Linked DNA regions of Mus musculus: region 1 is linked to region 2. A link is a contact called in public Hi-C data. All regions are on one chromosome and are shown on one strand. Each heading gives the region's core, a stretch centred on a gene start, on an enhancer-like site or on the middle of the called end of the contact. The rest is flanking DNA. Distances are from core to core; before and after follow the strand shown.

What was found. Hi-C and Micro-C count contacts between places; a contact is called where the count stands out from the background.
Region 1: a Hi-C map of cerebellum shows a contact between it and region 2, with 1.8 times the contacts expected there. The contact joins two enhancer-like sites. A contact is called at or near these places in 3 of 15 datasets of contacts at CTCF or cohesin (embryonic stem cells and stem cell-derived epiblast-like cells), 45 of 484 Hi-C or Micro-C datasets (the G1E-ER4 cell line, the HL-1 cell line, cerebellar granule neurons and 16 more), 4 of 115 datasets of contacts at active chromatin or transcription factors (embryonic stem cells, epiblast stem cells and extraembryonic endoderm stem cells) and 1 of 9 other capture datasets (embryonic stem cells).

What each region holds. Positions count from the first base shown.
Region 1 is chr8:9,458,654-9,462,210 of GRCm38.p6, reverse strand. All of the region lies in intron 1 of Fam155a (family with sequence similarity 155, member A), which reads left to right. Among named protein-coding and RNA genes, the nearest start is that of Gm39128, 290 kb to the right of the region's middle. Within about 2 kb of position 1,425, at least 7 of the 459 cell types and tissues checked have an H3K27ac peak or open chromatin away from gene starts, as enhancers often do. A contact at or near this core is called in cerebellum, where this site is marked.
Region 2 is chr8:9,244,692-9,248,147 of GRCm38.p6, reverse strand. The region is part of intron 1 of Fam155a (family with sequence similarity 155, member A); the gene reads left to right. Among named protein-coding and RNA genes, the nearest start is that of Gm39128, 79 kb to the right of the region's middle. Within about 2 kb of position 1,932, at least 1 of the 459 cell types and tissues checked has an H3K27ac peak or open chromatin away from gene starts, as enhancers often do. A contact at or near this core is called in cerebellum, where this site is marked.

The sequences.
Region 1 (3,557 bases), core at 176-2,675, 210 kb before region 2:
AACCTGTTGTGATGAGAGTGGGCACAATCATGATGTGTATTTCTAAAATGGGATTGCTGTGCACACAATATTTCTTAAATTGTTTTTTTTTTTTTATTTCATCGTATCTGGAAGCTGCTTATGAAAGCAGGACATTTTAATCAATTCATGAAAAGCTCAGTTCGTTTGTCAAATAAAATGAAACTCCCTTGTTCATTGTGTGCTATGTGGATTTAGAGAAAATATCTAGATTGGGTATTTGTTGTTGTTGTTGTTGTTTGGTTGGTTGGTTTTGCTTTTGCTTTTGTATCAGTGAGACGAAGCACCTGAAGAAGAAGACTTGATGGGGTGGGAGGCCTTTGGGTTCCTGGTTTTGTAAGTTTTATCCCATGATTGGCTACCTCCTCCTTGCTGTGGGCTTGTGTCAAGGCAGAACTTCTACAAAGGACATTATGGATTAAAGTTCATGAGATTGTGGTGGTCAAGAAAAGATAGAGATGAGAGAGAGAGAGAGAGAGAGAGAGAGAGAGAGAGAGAGAGAGAGAGAGAGGAGAAAAGACAGAAGATGATTGATAGATAATAAATAATAGAAATAAGTAGATGATAAATAGATGACAGATTATGATAAGTATATAGATAGATGATAGATAGATGATGATAGGCAGACAGACAGACAGATAGGAAGGATAGGAAAGACAGGGGAGGGGAAGGAAGCAGAGGGAACATACCTTTGGTGGCAGGCTCCCTTCAACCTGGAGCAACACAGGTCTCCACAGCTTCCCAGTAGCACCTCTGAGGATTTAATCCTCCAGGAGATGGTTCCATTTCCAAAGTCAGAGCCTCTATGCCCAAGTCATTTCACAAGAGCGCCACCAAGAGGTTTTTTTCCCCCTAAAATTCTGCAGGTTAACAAAGCCCTTGTGACTCATCCATTTTACAAGAGCTCTGTCAAGCCTCTCCCCCCCCCCCCCCGCCACCCCTTAAAACCCCGCAGGCAATGCCCAACAGCTTCAGAAAGAATATTTTCACTTTATTGCCAGAACCACCTGGGTTGGGCCATCCTGAAAATGTGTCACGCTTTTTATCACATTCCACTTAGCCCAAAATATCCCATTCATTGTCCTTCCTGTGAGGCTTTCTCGGTTCCTTTTATACCACAGACCATGCCAAGGGTACCATTCCTTCTAAATAAGTGGGGCTACTTTTTCTTTCAGTCTTAAAGACCTGGAGTTATTTCTTCTTCCTAGTCTGTCTTCACACAGTGAGAGCAGAGGGACCATTTCCACTGCTAGGTTCCAAAGAGTAGCTGTCCAGCATTGGATATGAGAAGCTCCCAGGGCTCAGCAGATGGTGAGGAGATGAAGCAAGATCCCACTGTACTGTGTCCAGAACTGGGTTGTGTCACACCCTCTCAGTGGCTGTGTCACAACAAGTCTGTGTAACAACACTGTGTTATTAGTGATAATTGTGACAGCTGGGATTGAGAGCGTTGCAGTGGATGGAGATGGTTTCAAGCTAGTCCTTGTTGATAACACATTTATCAGATCTCAGGCAAGTTTCTCTGCTTTATACTCTGCTCCCATTCCCATTGTTTAAGTCACAGCAGTAACTGCCACGTGAGCCTTCATAAGGACTAAATGGGTTAGTGCTCATACATTCTGCCTTCCGTGGTGTATGGCATCATACGTTCTCTTGTACTGTTTAATGTATAATGTATTATATTGATTCCAAAGATAAGTTGCTAATGATGTCTATTCATTCCCTAACTCAAATCATCTTCTCCTCAAAACACTTTTCATGCCTAAAAAGGTTGTCTCTTCATTGGGAGTGGTTTCTGTGGTGGTCAAACTGTACTTATTTTATACGTGCGAGCCAAGTTTCTGTTCAGAGATGAGTGTCTACTTCTAAAATGTTGCAAATGAGCAAAATGTCACTCAGAGAGACACTTTAACAACAAGCTTATGAACCCCGGACAGCAGGTGTTACCTGTCCCTGGAGCACCTAGCAATGATCTTTCCGTACTCGGGGCTACGTCTGCACCATCCACAGGAAACATACACTAAAGCCCCCATTGTTTAGAACTGCTGAACTATGAAGACAATATGTATTACCTACCGAAGGACTATGATGTCTAAGCCTGACAACTTCTGCTTCTTTATATCTTATCATCTAGCCGGTGATTTGGTTATACTGGAGTTGAAAGCTAAGAGGGTTGGGTAAGAATGCAGGCTTTACATCAGACAAACCAGGGTTTGCATCTGAAGTTCAACTTGTTATGTCATAGTAAGGATATATCTTACACCCTGAACGAAAAAGCAGGATTCAGCACACAAAATCAACTTCCAATCTTCTTCCAAACTGCCACAGTGGATAGTGTATAATACATATACACTATTATATGTCTTCCCTTAACACTGTAGGCTCTTAGTTTCAAACCTTTTCCTAGGTGCAAAGGCCAATTAACAAGAGGAAAACACACCAATGCCAGGAGACATTGACAGAATGAGTGGCTGTCAAGGAGGTGATGTTAAATTCTGGTTTTGAGAGAGCATCTCCTGCACCTTTTCAGAGAAGTGACAAGGTAAAGAGAACAGGCTTTGGATCTCTCAGGGAAGCAACTGTGGAAAATAAATGAATGACGGATAATGGATGATTAGTGAAGCTCATTAGCGTGTGTCCTTTGGAACTTTCTGTAGACAGCAGAGGTCTATGGTTGTCTGCAGTGTTAGTTCCTGGAGCACGGGTGTATGGGGACCCTTTCTCTTCATTTCCTCTGTACAGTTCTTGAAGAAGTGAAGGAAGGACAGACAGCTTTGACCGGCTGCTCCATTTTTAGCTTGAGTTCTTCCTACAAGTCCAAACTTCTCCCTGGCTTAGCAAGTCCTCAGATGCTTCCATCTATCCTCCCACGGGACCTGCCACTTCCTAAAGCAGGGAAAGAACGAAGAAGAGGACTCAGGTCTCTGTTCAGAGCCCCAGCATTTGTATAAGTGTGAAGCGATACTTCTCCTTTGTCTTTACTAACATCTTCCAAATTTCACTGTTGAAAGGTGAGTCCCTCCTGCAGTACAAAGACAGCGGTCGGCCTTAACTAACCCTGCTAACGACACGGAAGACAGGCTGCCTTGACCAGAGGGTTCTTTCCCCACAGTTCCGTCTCTTCAGAGGGAGGAAGTCAATGTGGCTGGCTGAGTGTTTAGAGAAGGAGTAGGATAGAGATTCATGGTACAAAAACATCACAAAGAACAGGCCGTTCGGAGTTTTCAAACTAAAAAGGTCAAATAATAACACAAACTAAGTTAGCGAGACCAAAACCTCTCTGCCACGCAGCATCTTCGACAGTGATGAATAACGGTCACCGGGCAGAGTCAGTAATTGCCTCCCTGCCCTGCTGCCACAGACAGTCTCATTCTGAGGCATCGCGCCTCCGATGTGGCACTGTGTAAGGAGTCCTGTAAGTCCTCCCTCCCTCCCTCCCTCCCTCCCTCCCTCCCTCCCTCCCTCCCTCCCTCCCTCCCTTCCTTCCTTCCTTCCTTTCTTCCTTCCTTCCTTCCTTCCATGAAGAGTTTTCTTGGTGA
Region 2 (3,456 bases), core at 683-3,182:
CTGCCGCTTCAAGGACACCTGCTACCTTGTGAAAGGGTAATCAGGTCACTGTTTCTCACCGGCTAACCGGATGTGCAGCCTGCTCCCGACCACGTGGGCAATCTCGGGCCCTTCCTGGAAAAGGGAGCTTGTGGAATCTCTCACTCAACCTCTGAGTTTAATACAGCGGACCTTGCCTCCCTTATAAACAAGAAGAGGAAAGAAAAAGATGGTAGCTGGAAGAAAATGTCAATCTATCACTTAAAAATAGGAGGGCAGACTGTCCCTATTCTGAGTCTAAGACACAGTATCAGCCTTTACTTTTAATTTCTCATTTGAAGCTCTGAATGCTGAAAACATAGAAAAGACTTAACAGAGCTATGCTGCTCCCATCCTGTGTATAGAATTGTGACTATTTGTGTACAATATAACAGGAACAGCAACAGAATAAGTCCATGTGGTTACACTAAGTAACAAGATTACATGATCTGTGCACCCTCACTTCCAATTTCTGCAGTGATGGGGGCTCAGGGATGAAAGATCACCTACGATTTCAGTCTACTTGATGATGAATATTAACTTTTAACAGTGGTGTTTAAACTTGTTAAGTTTTATGCATCCATTCAACAGTTTTGCCTCGCTCGTACTCTTAATTATGAATGCTTGACTTGGTTCTGTGTTTTAGAATATCTGTCATCTACTGACTTCCTTTGTCTTTAACAATTACACATTCTTAAATGAAGATTTTCTTTTTTTAGACAAAGAATTTTAGAGAAGAGAATATACTAAGGATGTGGGGTTTGCATGGATTAGAAAATATGATAGAAACATAGTTTCTAAAATTAAGTCTGATTGTGTAATACTATTTCAATAGTAGCATGTTGCTTTTTAATACACAGGGATAAAATTATTGCTGATTTAGGTTATTTGGTAATTAAAGTATAGAGTAATGAGCCCTCTGTCTGTTTGTTAATCTCCACCCCGTCCCTTCATGGCCTTGGGTAGTAAACGTAGCTGTGGCAGCACTGGATTCAATTTAACTGCTATCGATCCTGCCTCTGTTCCTCCAGCCTAAGATTTGCTTATATAACAGGCAGTACAGCCAGGCAGAAATAAGCCATTGGAACTCTGCAAGCAAACTACTTACCCCCAACTCATAGTGGTAATGATCTGTGAGGGTGTCCCCACCTCAGAGGTCTGTGTCAGTAACCACAGAGTATTTGACTCAAGATTTTGTGGCGATTCAAAGACTGGGAACTCGTGGGCCAACACTGTGGAAGGCAATGCCGACATACTTCTTATTAGAGGAGTTCGTTTATGATACTCCATAGAGAAAAACCACAAATACCCCTTCTTCTGACTTAGTCTCCCTGCTATATATCAGCGAGAGAAGGTTCTGAGCCAGGTGCTGGAGTTCTGTTTTGGGCTCTGTTTCTGGGTTCCCAGGTTTCTTGTTGGTCTGTGCCATCTTCATTATAGAGTAATCGTGGTCCAGGAAACAGCTACTGCTTTTATGTTGGTACTTGTTCAAAACTCAGAACAAAAGTAAGCCCCTGTCAGCTTAACTGTTTTAGTTGTTTTATGCCAATTCCTGAGTGCATAGAACAAAAAATAAAGTTTCCCTTTGTCGCTAACAAACAGATGCAGCAGAGTGGAAGGCAGAGAGGCACGGGGGACGTGAGGACAGCCTGTGCGCTTCAGTCTTGCTCTAAGATCCTCTGCCTGTATACTTAGGGATCTGATGTTTGTGGGGGACGAGGTTGTTCTGGGTGAACTAGCCTAGAAGATTATAACGAGCTAAAATCTATCCATCAGATTACATTTCACTCCTGCTCTCCAGATTTGAGATATTAGGACTCCTGTGTTCTCTAAGATGGGCCCCTGGTGAGTGGGCTCTCGGCTCCCAGAAGCAGGCTTTCCATTACTGATTAGCTCCATATGTCCCTGGCTTTGAGCTGCCTGGCCCGAGAGCCTTAAGGCCACACGCCAGGACCCATGGCAGGGGCAGTGAGCCATGCCCTTCATTACCTTGGCTTTGTTTCCGAATGCTTACCTCACAGTGACTACAGAAGAGGAAACTGCTATGATTTGCAGGGCTGACACACAGGGCAGGTCTCCATTCTCTCCAGACTTTCTTTGCAAGAGTTTAAATTTAGACTTGTTCAGGGTTTGTTTACTATGAGGCCTAACTTTCCCAGTAGTTCTAATGTATTTCTTTGCCATCCAGCCATCTTGACATCTATTAGAAGATATACAAGTACTTAGAGATCTCAGGGTGCTTTCATGAGATAAGACGTGAAAGCCCACCACTGTCGAGGATGCCTGCTCAATCACCTCTAAGGTGAGCTTTGAGGTGACAGCTCTCATGGATCCTGAAGGCCATCTGGACCTTTCAAGTTTGAACTTTGGACCTCCTGTTTTCTGGTTCTTAGTTTCAAACCCATCTGTCACCTCTGATACTCAGGCTCCCAGAAAGATATTGAGGCTCCCTCTCAAACATAGAGGACATCCTTCCCATGTAGGACAGACATCCTTCCCTTGTAGGGCCATCAGTGAACACAGCAGGTGTGGGCGTGGAGGCAAGAAGAACATGAGTAAAGAACATGGGACATGGCTTTGTCCTGTGACATACCACAAGTTTTATTTGCTCTAGTCTAATAATAATGCAAATTCAAATTTGGTCATTTATTCACAGCACAAGGATCCGGGTTGGTGGGACAGGGGACAGAGGAGAAAACAAAATGGACAGGAACCATTAACCATTCCTGGAGGTTTTACCTGCTACGCGTTTCCCGCATCGCTTTTTAATGACAAAATGAAAAGAAATTGGAGATGCCACAAAATACAGGAAGGACTGAAGAACGTGTAGCTAGCTTTTTATTGAAAGATACATTGTATCTTGTCGTAGGACAGCTTTAGAGCATTAGAGCATGTGTTCTCTTTCTATTCTCCTTATTAGTCCAAACAGAGAAAATTTCATTATAAGCCTTATATTGTCAATTTTCCTTGTCAAAATCAATGCTCTTTAAGCTTCACTGAAAGGCCTTGGACATGGACCTCCTCAGTCGCTGCACTTCTAGTCTCTTTGTTAGAATGTGCAGGGAGAGTTATGTCTCTGTTGTCTCTCCATCTCTGTCTCTTTTTCTCTGTCTATCTATCCGCCCACCCACCCACCTAACCATCTATCCCTTTCCCATCCTTCTCTGTTTCCTTCTGTACTCTTCCAACTCTCTTGGTCATATCTTCTTTGTATTCTCCCCAGTCCTTACTAAGCAAGCAATAAATATTTATTATCTTGAAATTTGTAATTTTCCTACATAATTCTTCTGCTTTGTACATCTTGAAAGTCCAAAAGAGATGAACACATGTATGGGGAATGTGTCAGTCTGTACGTGCATTCACACACAGAGACGATGTGCACATTTCTCTCCATCCGGTTCTCAGAGATAAAACTGATGACCTTATGCTATATTTCTT